3 separate regions of the Hordeum vulgare genome follow, and all the other regions are linked to region 3. The links are chromatin contacts, called in public Hi-C maps. All regions are on one chromosome and are shown on one strand. The core of a region is the stretch at or near the end of the contact, and the rest is flanking DNA. Distances in the headings are between cores, read along the strand shown.

Evidence for each region. Hi-C and Micro-C count contacts between places; a contact is called where the count stands out from the background.
Region 1: a contact with region 3 is called in a Hi-C map of seedling, with 7 times the contacts expected there. The contact joins the promoter of LOC123448667 here to the promoter of LOC123448666 in region 3. A contact is called at or near these places in 2 of 6 Hi-C or Micro-C datasets (leaf and seedling).
Region 2: a Hi-C map of leaf shows a contact between it and region 3, with 6 times the contacts expected there. The contact joins the promoter of LOC123448668 here to the promoter of LOC123448666 in region 3. A contact is called at or near these places in 3 of 6 Hi-C or Micro-C datasets (leaf and seedling) and 1 of 1 datasets of contacts at active chromatin or transcription factors (embryo).

The regions. Positions count from the first base shown.
Region 1 is chr4H:378,868,088-378,872,323 of MorexV3_pseudomolecules_assembly, reverse strand. LOC123448667 (divinyl chlorophyllide a 8-vinyl-reductase, chloroplastic) reads right to left here and starts at 2,510. Exons shown (of 3, transcript XR_006631896.1): 1 at 1,173-2,510; 2 at 748-814; 3 at 226-670.
Region 2 is chr4H:379,081,291-379,085,313 of MorexV3_pseudomolecules_assembly, reverse strand. LOC123448668 (zinc finger protein CONSTANS-LIKE 14-like) reads left to right here and starts at 2,255. Exons shown (of 5, transcript XM_045125631.1): 1 at 2,255-2,436; 2 at 2,594-3,189; 3 at 3,288-3,515. The coding sequence starts at 2,277.
Region 3 is chr4H:378,162,366-378,166,149 of MorexV3_pseudomolecules_assembly, reverse strand. LOC123448666 (tubby-like F-box protein 6) reads left to right here and starts at 2,306. Exons shown (of 6, transcript XM_045125629.1): 1 at 2,306-3,238. The coding sequence starts at 2,897.

The DNA of each region.
Region 1 (4,236 bases), core at 1,261-3,760, 710 kb before region 3:
TTTATATTTTAGTTAATGTTTGCATAAGAATTTGCTGAAGGTTTTACTATCAAAACCTAAAAATGCAGGTTCGGTTTTGGCTGCGGCAGAACAAACACCGTAATGCGGAACCGCAAAACAGAATGACATTCTTTTTTGCAGTTCTGCATTGCGGTGTCTGTTCTGCCGCAGTCAAAAATGAAACTGCAAAGCGCTTTGACGCGACCCTCATCCCAGGTTTGCGGGTTGACGAAATACGGGATCTACTAGAGATGCTCTAATACGCTATACTGAACCTGCCTCTAGTAGGTCTCTGCCATGAATATGTAGTAGGTCTCTGCCATGAATAATACTCCTGAACGTACACGACCCACTCGCCGGACAGACAACTGGCATTCAAGATTAAGCCATCGCTGAAGTATCTTGCTTTAAGAACTCTTGCACAAGGAAGACCACACCTGCAATATTCTCCATACCCGCTTGGCAAGCAGAGCCTGGTTGAAAGCCTCCGGATCTCTAAATCCCATACCTCCCCGTCGTTTAGAATTATATGTTGTCCCATGCTATCCAATGCACCTTTCATTCCCCCGTTAACTGCACCCCACCAGAACTTTGACGAGATCGAAACCAGTTCCGACACCTTTCACTCCCCGTTAACTGCACCCCACCAGAACTTTGACGAGATCGAAACCTGTTCCGACACATCTTCTTTGTGAGGTGAAAACAGCTCATGCTGAATGTTAGAGTGGCATGAAGAACAGACTTTACCAACACTTCTCTAGCTGCCTTAAAAGACCTTGCCCCTTCCATCCAGTCACCTTCCCTTTAGAACACCCTGTCACATATTTAAAAGTACCATCTTTAGATTTCCCAACCACCGTTGGTAGTCCCAGATATCTCTCGCTTAGAGCTTCCCAATCATATTTTATGACGGATTGCCCATGGTTGCCCATGTTTTGTTATTTTGTTTGTTGATGTTTTTGACTTTGTTGCCTTGCTCAACTGTAATACGAGTTGATTGTGTGCATCGCCATGATGCAGAGAGCAGTGGTTTCAACCTCCTTAAGAAATCTTGATCTATAAATGATTTCATATAGCAAAATTCTCCACCCTCAAATTAGACAACGCCTTGCATGGTACATTTGGGCTACTAATTGTGTTGGAAATATCAACATGTCAAAAGCGTCACTTACAAGCCGGAAGGCCTAGAAGATGGTCTGCTCGCCCAGCTCCTGCCCCGCCATTCCTTCCCTTATTACCTTGTCGAAGAAGTGCTCAAGCGTGTCTGTGCCATAGCTCGGCGTCTTGTCGTCACTGTACTCCCCGGTTTCGGGATCGAGCACTAGCATGCTCTCCGACGCATAGTACCTCCCAATTTTGCCGAACTCGGCGGCATCCTCCAGCCCCGGGAACACCTTGGCCAATCCATCGAGCACCCAGATGACACCATCCATGATTTGAATGGGCACCTTGATGAACTTGGGTTCGCGCCCGAGCAGCCGGAACAGCATCTCCCCTTGCTCCAGCGGCGTGAGGGCCTTCCCCGGCCCTCCAATTGGAAGCACCTTGTTAGCCTTTTCCTCGTCGAAGATGCAATCGGCGATGAAGGAGGCGAGATCCTCCTCGCTGATAGGCTTGCAAGCGCAGAGCTTGCCGTCGCCAAACATGACGTAGGGATTGCCCTTCTTGACGGTTTCCACCTGGCCGCCTAGGCTCTTGAAGAAGGCGGTGGGGCGGACGATGCTGTAGGTGAATGCCGGGTCCCGCGCCGCCTCGGCGGCGAGCTCGTCCTCGAACTTGAGCTTGGCGCGCTGGAACTCGAGGAGCGGCTTCTGGACGCAGACCGCGGAGAGGAGGACGAAGTGGGCGGCGCCGAGGCTGCGCGCGGCCTGGAGGGTGTGGAGCGTGGCGCGGTAGTCGACGCGCCACGAATCCTGCACCCCGCCGCCGCGGCTGGCGAGGCAGCAGACCGCGGCGTGTACGGGACCGTACTCCGATAGGCCCGCGAGGAGGGCGCCCGGGTCGGTGACATCGGAGAAGACTACGCGGGCGGGGGCGAGGTCGGAGACAACCTCCTCAGGGGAGTTTTTGCCGTGGATGCCGCTGCGGGGGCGGGCGACGGCGATGACGCGGTGACCGCGATAGAGCAGCTCGCGGACGACGAAGCGGCCGATGTAGCCCGTGGAGCCGGTGACGAGGACGGTGGTATCGGAGGGGGGCAGGGAACGGAATGATTGGGCCGCGGCCGGGGAGGGCGACGTCGCGGAGGAGGCGAGGATGCAGCCCCCGCGGCGGCAAGCCTTGGCGGTTGTGAGGGAGAAGGAGAGGAAGCGCGGTGTGGGGCGGGGAGCTGCGACGGCCGTGCTGGTGGGGAGGCGGGGGGAGAGGAGAAGGGCGGCCATCGCGCTCGACGGAAATGCAGTATCGACTATCGAGTGTGGGGAAGCCGGCGAGCGTTTGTGGTGGTGGCTTGGGGAGGCAATCCGGGCGTGTGATTTTCTCGCTTCCGTTCTGGGTTAGAAAAACGTTGACCCTCGGCTTAGTTTCATCTTAGCCACAGCCTAACTTTGGGGGTGTTTATTTAGAGGGACATTTTGCTGAAGGAACTAAAAAACAATTTTTTTTAGTCTTATGTGAAAGAAACATGAAGAACTTTTAGGGACTAAAAAGGGGTATTTGAAACTAAATGAAGAAGTCCTTATAGAGGGTGTTTTTAAGACTTTTTTGGTATTTTTTCAACCGTGCCCCTACTTTTAGCATGACATTTAATAACTTCTAATACATTACTAGAGGTAACATGGTCTTTTTGCATGTGATTTAATAACCTTTAGTCTCTGTTTAGTCCGTGGAAAGAAAACTGGTAGGAACTAAGGACTTTTTAGTTGGGACTAAAAAAGTCCTAAGACTTTTTAAAGAAACATGCCCTTTTCCTCCGCTGCACTGTTCCGCTCGGAAAACTAGGCTTGTCAGGTTAGACGGCCGCTCCAATTTAATTTTATTGGGGGTATCCTATACTATCATGTTGATTCTGTGATTCCTCGTTCATCGCTTGGAGTTTCGGGGGATTCGGATTCATACTGATTCGTCATTCTTTCTTTCCGGTTTTGTACAATTCTTGATTTCTCTTTTCGTCTCGAAGGAGATTTTGGTTTGAGCTGAAATCCATTGGCTGATGATGACAACATTTCGTGTGAGCCTCAGTGATAATTGTGCGTATTGAGTAAATGTTTCTGGTGTTACGGGTGGCAAAGATCAATTTGTTGTAGATTGGCCACCGTGCCCGGAATTACACCTCATCGCTTGTAGCCGTTGTCCCGCACATGTTTGCACCTCTTCCCAATCATGATGCTCCATCTGCGACGAATGAAACAACTGTGGTGGTTGTACTGATCATTGTCGTGGCGACGTGCGTGTCAATCTAGATGCAATGTCGATTGACCGTGGTTGTAACGATCGAGACAAATGTGACAACGAAAACAACTCCAAAGATGATTTTTGCATGCGCTTTTTTCGAAACAGGTCGCGTGTCCCGGAGGTCGTGCCGATGGTGGGTACGGAGATGGTAGAGAAGACCGTGGCCATGATGGGCGTCGACGTTGGCACGAGGGCCCCGACGCGCACTCCATCGACAACAAGCTTATCCAGCGCCTACCTCAAGGTGCCGCCATCCCAGACTCTGTTAGGCATGACCGTTGTCGCCCTGCGGACTGCCCGACACACTCTGGCCGCACTGAAGGAGCTACTAGCCCGGTCAACAAAGACACCCATGGCCGCTTGCCCCCTTCCTTGCCGTGATGGACCTCTTATGATGTGATTTATCTCACCTCAGCGACAAGCGAGGATTCTTGGTTACGGTGGATCGCTCCCTATTTCGGGGCCAAGGAACGACATGCAGTTGTGTGCCCTGCTTTGACTCTACATACGTCAACGCCTCGTCGTACCACGACCGTGGATGTCATCGAGACCATCCTGTCCTATCGTGCAATGCAAGACATCGGAGTTGTTGCTCCATCTCCTTCCTTTGAAGCTAAGACGGTCACCCCTATCTTTGTCCCGGTGGTCATCCCTGTTGCTGGCGGTGCGAGACTGTCGCCGTGCTCCCCCTTGTTTATGGCCTGCCAACCCCCCACGCTCACTGCACGAAGCTCGCCCTCCCCAAGGCCAAGTGTAACGCCCAAGATGCAATCCTATCCTTAATTTGGTGCGAGGGCCTCGTCAGGGATAGAAGCGCATCTCGTCGTTTCGCAAGAATGGATA
Region 2 (4,023 bases), core at 1,006-3,505, 920 kb before region 3:
TCAAATATTTTCTTGTCAGGCAAACACCAGTAGATGATGTGCTGATTCTTAGGATATCCGAACCAGTTTAGGTGCTGTTCTAATACTTCATAACTAAATGTGGCAGGATCTAAATAGTCCAGCACCTCCACAGAAGAGTTATAATACTCCAGCTCACTGACTGCTCCTAGGAAAATGCCACCATGCTCAATTTCCAGTGTGAAAAGGAGTGCACACACTTTTTCCCATTAATGAATCACACACTGCATCCAAACAGTGCAAAATTCAGTTAAAACTACATGATGTGTTTAGTTAAAACTAAGCACCAGATGCAAAAACTCTTCTTCTCACAAGATCTAACAAGAAAATGTAACTTGCACACACACAAAAACACAACAACTTCTACAATCCTAAATACCAGAACCTAAATCCATAGCTTAAGCATGTTAAAACTACATCAACCATAAATCAACACCAACTCTTCTTCTCTCTTCTTCTCACCAGAGCAAGAGCAAAGCATTAAATCATCAGCAGCAACATATGTAATACTAAGCAACAACTCTTCTTCTCACCACAGCAAATCATGGATCAGCAAACCAGAGAAGAGGAGATCACGGAGGACAAGAGAGAACAACGAGAACTACCGTAGTCTGGTGGGTAAACAGAGTGCGGCCGGACGAGGTGGGTCGACGCAGGCGGTTCCCGGCCGCCGAAGAACTCCGACAACGCCATCAGGAGAAGACAAGCTGACGCGCACGAGGGAGAGGAAGAAAGAAGAAAGAGGAAAAGCGGCCCACAAGGGAGAAGGAATGAACAGAACAAAAGTTGTCGTCGTCGTGGAACAGAGGAGTTATTAGGGTTATTAAATTCAGCTGTTTTCTTAGGTGGTACCGACAGCAGCCGATTAATAACTGATAAATGCAAGGGCCTGGGCGCAAAATGACCAACCCTGACCCACCCTGTCCACTTGGCGTGCTGTGAATGGCTGTGGCCTGAAAGTGCACAACACTTGCAAGTTCTAGGACTAAATAGGTGCACTTTGCAAGTTGTAGGACCAAACCATCACATGTGCTGCAAGTTGTAGGACTTGGGATGCTATTACCTCCAAATAATATGTGGCGCCAGCAGTGCATGTGCATGCATCACAAGGCAGTGACTGGAGCCTTGTATCAGACATTGCATTGCACTGCACTGTTCCAGCAGCACGCTGGCGCACTGCATGTTCATGTCAATCATGTCCCATATTTAGCATACATGCGCAGAACAACTAAGTAAGCATGCATGCATGCACCTGTAGGACCCCTAGCTGGCCACCTCTTGCGCTTGTGCATACCCTTCTCAACTAAATACCCAGCCAGGGCTTTGTAAGAGGTGCCCTTGTCTTTATTACTCCTCTCTCTCTCTCCTCAAGCTGCATGCATGCATGCCCTACTAGCTAAGCCTGCCACAGGGTGAGATATTGATGGAGATGAGAATGATGGATGCAAGCAAAGGACATACTACAAGGCCTAGCTATTACCTATACACATGAGTGCAGATGTATGTGTGCATGTGTGATGTTTCTTGTGTTTGCTTGCACAAGATTTATGGAGAGAGAGAGAAAGAGAGGCGTGGCTTGCTCCACTAATAATTCATGTAGGTGAGTGCTATTGCTACAGCCTCGATTGACCAGCTAGTAGCGTTGAAACGCCACTGTCTATGGCGTTTGGCGCGTGGGTAGCAACGCCAGCATCACTGGCGTTTCTACATGGACTGCAACTCGACGGTAGACTCGCGTTTGTATGTGGACAAGAAACGTCAAGATAGACTCACATTTCTACGTGAAGAGGCAACGCCACGGGCTGTGGCATTTCTAAAAAGGTCAGACCATAAAATACTTTCAAGTCAAGTTAATTATGTGAATTCTTTTCGTTTTGTGGGCCAGAACAGTGATTTTATCCTGCTACCGCGACAACCACTTGCCACACCATTGCCACGTCAGCACGTTCACTAGAGACCTACCGCCGTTGATCATGATGGTAGCCTTTTATATTCTACCATCAACGTCTATCACGGTAAAAAAATCAGATTCGATGAAATCGTGTTAAAGTTTGGCATCAGGGTGAAAACAGTGAATTTGCGCGCGCTAGGAATAGGATACTCTCGGCATTACCTCAGCCGTTACGTCATGCTCGGCTTGAGACCCATCCAAGCGGTCCCTTTCCGCCAACGGCCGCATCTCCTGTCGGCTGGACCTGCAAGAGATCTCGTGAGACAACTGGGCCAAGCTCAGCATCCCCTTTCCTTTCCCACAGTCGATGGAACCATGGAGAAGCCGTTCTTGTCCGGCTCGTCGACGCGACGAGACTGCCGCTCCAACACCTGGCCCGCGGGCAGCCTCACGCACGCCGGACCCCGCCACGTCGCCGGCCTCAGAGCTCACAGTCATCCACAGAAATATCGGAGCGAGCTACGCGAGTGAGTGACGAGGCAGCTTTCGAACCATCCCTTTCGCGGTTTACTCCCGCTCTCGTGCTTCTTCTCCCACCTTCTTTTTCCGCAAGCAAGCCGTATATGCACGCATTATCTCTTCGACCTCCTCATTCTCCTCTTCTTCTTCTTCTTCTTTTTGTAGGTAGCAGCGCCTACTTTCTACCAGCGACCATTCCGTCTTTTCCACCAGTGACCATTCCACTCCATCACATGGGTCAAGACGAGCGCCAGGATCCAGAGCTGCCGGTCATGGACAAGGAGCTCTCCGGCGACGCGGTAACCTGCGACTACTGCAGCGGCCCACAGGCGGTGGTATACTGCCGGGCCGACAGCGCCAGGCTCTGCTTGCCGTGCGACCGCCACGTGCACGCCGCTAACGCAGTCTGCTCCCGCCACCTGCGCGCCCCGCTCTGCGCCGCATGCCGCGCCACCGGGGCCGTCTTCCGCCACGGCGGCCCCGAATTCCTCTGCTCCAACTGCGACTTCGCGAGGAGCCGGGACGGCGAGCTGCCGCTGCACGACCGATGCACCGTCCAGGGGTATACGGGACGACCGTCGGCGCACGAGCTCGCCGCTCTTCTCGGGGTCCCCGACTTGGACAAACCCTCGGCCGCCAAAGCCGACGACGGTTGGTGGGCCATCTGGGAGGAGCCCCACGTGTTCAGCCTGGAGGATCTCATCGTGCCCACCACTTCTTGCCATGGCTTCCAGCCCCTCGTCACGCCCTTGTCCCCAAAGGTACCTGCTCGCTCGCTCGCCGTCTGCCAAAATTAAATTCTCAAGTTTTCTGCTCTTGCTCTGAATTCTCACACCTAGCTCTAACTGATCTGCAAAAGATCCACAACTCGTCGCCCAATGGAAAGACGAATGATGAGGTCATACGGCAGTTACATGAGCTCGCGGAGGTCGACATGGGCGGCGGTCAGATAACACCTCGTGAGGAGGCAGAGCAAGCTGCTCATCAGTTGCCTTCCTGGACACAGCCACACTACACTGCTGGAAATGGCGATTTTGGCACAGATAACAGCCATGAGGTTGCAACCATGCCAACCCCTGGTTACGAGGTATAAATTTAATCCACGTACTTCAGTCTATCTGACTAATTTCCCCATGCTTGATAGATATATTACTGTGACTGTAGCCAGGATTTTTGTTCCACCACTGCAATTACTCATCAACCAAGAAGAATTTTTGCTCGGATGTTAACTGAATTTGTGTTTAGACAACTGGTAGTATCTGCGGCATATCTATTCAAACGGAAGACACCAGAGAAGTAGAGATATTCTGCACCATATGTGGCCAAGTATTCGCGGCAAGCTTTTCTATCAAGTCATAGCTATGTTGATGAGGCATATATTTTTTTAAGCATCTCCAACATGCGCCCAAAGCGCAAAGCACACAAATTGAGTTTACAATGCATACACATCTAATTTTAGCACGTCGGTGAACGCTGGCTCCAACGAAAACAGCAAAATTTGACGCGCGAGGCATTGCAGCAAACACGCAAAAACTTCAATGAATGCAACGCATTTTTTATCATAAGTTATTTTAAACGATACATAGCATAGTTGC
Region 3 (3,784 bases), core at 1,057-3,556:
GGACGGAGGGAGTAGTTGATAAGAGTTTGCACTAGGAAAGGGCGGGAGTTGATCAGAGTCAAGTATGCTCAGGCTATGGAAATCAAGTTCTGATCGGTTAAAGTTGATCAAGAATTCTGTATGAACACATGCTTGTGCTGATACAGTACATATCCATACAACATGGACCTTTTTAATACTGAATATAGTATGGTCACCTCCATCATCGTTTAGTATGGATTCGATCTAACACATTACTACTTAATACTACCTTCGTCCGGTCGGAGCAATGGATGTATCTAGATATATTTTAATTCTAGATACATCTAATTTTATCAATTTCTCCGATAAGCGATAAGTGTTTCTGGACGCGGAGAGTAGATCTGAGGTTAATGCAGGAACACCATTGATTTTCCTTTCAAATATGTGTAGCAACCAATGGGAGAATGGAATAAAAGATAAATCCTTGGCATTACAATACTCTTGGACATGAATTCTTAAGAGCAGGGGCTGCCTTACTATGAAAAATTCAAACTTTTACTGATTTTCGATAAAAACTAGTGCTAGTACGCATCCTTCAACTGTAATAATTCGATTATAATAAGACAAGAGGTGAAGAGGAGTAGCTCGTACGGCGGCAGGTCGAGGAGGAGGACGGTTGTGACGGTCGTCGGGGAGTCGGGGCGGCGCGGGGCGGCGTCCTTGGGCCGGAGCAGCGGGACGACGGGGCGGCACGGCACGACCTCCTTGGGACGGAGCAGCGGGACGTCGGCGCAGAGCACCTGGTGCCGGATGGAGGGATTCGAGGAGCGGGGTTGAGGCGGAAACCTAGGGGTGGCCGGCGGAGCTCGTGGGCATCGACACGCGGCGCGGGGTGCAGATGCACTGGTGGGTCGCGTACGTGGGAAGCGGCGGTTGGCGACGCCGGACTGTGGTTGTGACGGTGGGGGCAGGCGTGCGGGAGGAGGGCGACGAGGTGGGGGAGGCATCGGGTGGGGGCAGCCGTTAGTGTGGTTGGTGGGCCGATGTCCCCTTTGCCGTCTGCCGTGCTCCCAGGCAGACGGCAAAGGAGTCCGAGGCACACGACAAAGGGGCGGGGAGGTTGGGGTGGGGTTTCGGCCGTTTGGGGGGGGGGGGGGGGCTTTGCCGTTTGCCCGCCCTTTGCCGTCCGCATAGGGCTTCTTTGTCGCCCGCCAGCGAACGACAAAGACGTGGCCGGCGACAAATTAAACCTTTGCCATCAGCCACCTCTTTGCCGTCAGCACTGTGACAGCTGACGGCAAAGAGTACCTTTGCCATGCATCAGCAGACGGCAAAGGCAAGGCAGACGGTAAAATTCTGAATTCCAGTAGTGAGGGATAACTTGATGGAGGAGAGGGATAAATTGAAGGAGGAGAAAAACTACTCACGACAGATAGGACTGAGCTACATAGAGAAGTTGCTCGCATAAAAAATGACGAAGAGAGCAATTTGAAGAAGATTCGCGAGCTAAGGATAATCCTTAATGAAGAGTAGTTTAATTATTTCAGTATCTTTTGTGAAGTTTTAAACTCTGAAGTTTATGAGTATGTTTAGTTGATCAGTATTAAGTTTTAAATTCTTATTAAGTTTATGAGCATGTTCAGTTGATCACTACCTTTCGTGAAATTTAAACTCTTAGTTTATGAAATAGTATTTTTCGTTATAAAAAAACAAATTGCTGGTGTTGGACAACAGCGCACGACAAAGATAATATAGATGTATAGTTGACATTGGCCGTAAGATACTTGTAAGATGATTTTTCTCTCACCTTCATCTTACTATTTATGCTACACGATACTTGTAAGATAATGCATCTGCATTGCGCCTACGTACTCCCTTCATTCCACAATGTAGAGAGTTCGTATTTTTTAAATCTAAGTATAATTTATATATTTAACCAACAAGATCGATTACGACGAAAAAATATATCGCTGAAGCAAGAAAGAATGCCCGTAAAAAAAGAGAGACTATCATCAAGAAAGAAAATTCCCCATCTTCCAGTGACTTTCGTCCGGACGGGGTCAGGTCAGGTCAAGGTCAAGGGGGAGTCAAGTGTGAAAAACCACAGCACCAAGCCGAAAGCTGATGATTGCCAAGGACAGAAGAGATGAATGATGCAGTGACCGCGTGTGGGTAACGATGATTCCCTCGCCATCCTGACATCTCCCTTCCGACAGTGACATTGCCAAAAGAATAGCCTCCGCCTTGAAATCAAGCGAACATTAATTAATTTGATTAGCAATTAATTGGAGACGTGTGAATCGATGGTCTCGAGCCCTAATCCCAGCAGCAGCAGCTCTCAAACTCCATCCCATTACCACATCCCCATTATATAAGGACGCGATTAGGAGCGTCTCCGAGCGGTTCTTTGTGCCACCACCACCACCTATCTATCGCCTTGCCTCGCCTCGCCCCGCCACCTAAAAATTCCCCGGGCACCTACCCTCCCTCTTCCTCGATCCTCATCCCAATCCACCCTTTTCGTTTTCGTTTCTCTATTCGATTCGATTCGAATCTTGCTTCTTCTTCTTCTCGTCGTCTCCACAAAACCAAGAAAGGAATCTCTGTAACGTAATTGCAGCGCCATTATTCGAGGGGGAGAAAGGGGTGGGTTGCTCTGCTTCATGCTTGTTTGCTATCCCTATTCGCTTTTCTCTTGGGTGGGTTGAGTTCTTTCCTTGGGCCTTGCTGGATTTGTTCTGGGATCCAGGGAGGGATACATTGCCTCCTCCTTGCACCTTGCACCATAGCTTCTTTGCCTGCTTCCCACGCGCTCCGCTCCGTTCATCCAAAGATTCGCCATTTCTTTCTGCTCCTACATGCGAGATTCCTTGCTTTCCGCTCCAAGCTTGCCATTCGAATTCCTCATTACTTGAGCGGTGGCGGAGCAAGGGGAATGTCTTTCAGGAGCCTAATTCAGGACATGAAGGACGAGTTCGGGAACATCTCGCGCCACGGCCTGCGCTCCTCCCGCTCGCACCGCGTCGCCGCCGGTGCACCGCGGGTGGTCTCCGCGGGGCTGGCGGACGCGCTGGAAGGGACCTGCTGGGCGCAGCTGCCCCCGGAGCTCTTGCGGGAGGTGCTGGTGAGGATCGAGAACTCCCAAGGCTGCTGGCCCTCCCGCCGGGACGTGGTGGCATGCGCCGGCGTCTGCCGGGCCTGGAGGGGCATCATGAAGGAGGTCGTGCGCGTCCCGGAGGCGTCCGCCAAACTCACCTTCCCTATCTCGCTCAAGCAGGTTCATCACCTTATCCTCGCTCACTCATGCTATCAAGTATCAACTACGTATGTATTATTAATAATTAATTAATTGTGTCATAGCTTCATTGCCGTCGCCCGTCGTGCTTTCAGAGCATCTTCAGCCGCGCCCCTAACAGACCCCCAAAGGCACTTTTTTAATGCCGACGCAAAAAAACAATCCAGTCGTGCGTCCGGAAGCCTGTTTGTTGGTTAGGGTCGATTTTGCCGCCGGCGGACCCAGGCCAAACCCGGTGTGCTGGGGCACCGGGGTCGCAGGGGAACCGGGGTCGCAGGGGGGAACGTTTTTGGGGCGAACTCTTTGTGAACTCTTTGTCGTCCTCAACGTCTCGTTTTCTCGCGCGGAATCAATGCGAAGGCTGCCGTCGGTCAACCTTCAATTGATTCCTCACGGGCGGTGCAGTGAAGTCGCTCCGACGCCCGTCCCGCCTCCTCCCGCCACGCGTACGCACGGCTGTCGCCCGCTCTCTGCCCACCGGCGGCTATATAAGCAGTCCCTCCCTCGCCGGTGGCCGCACACCTCTCG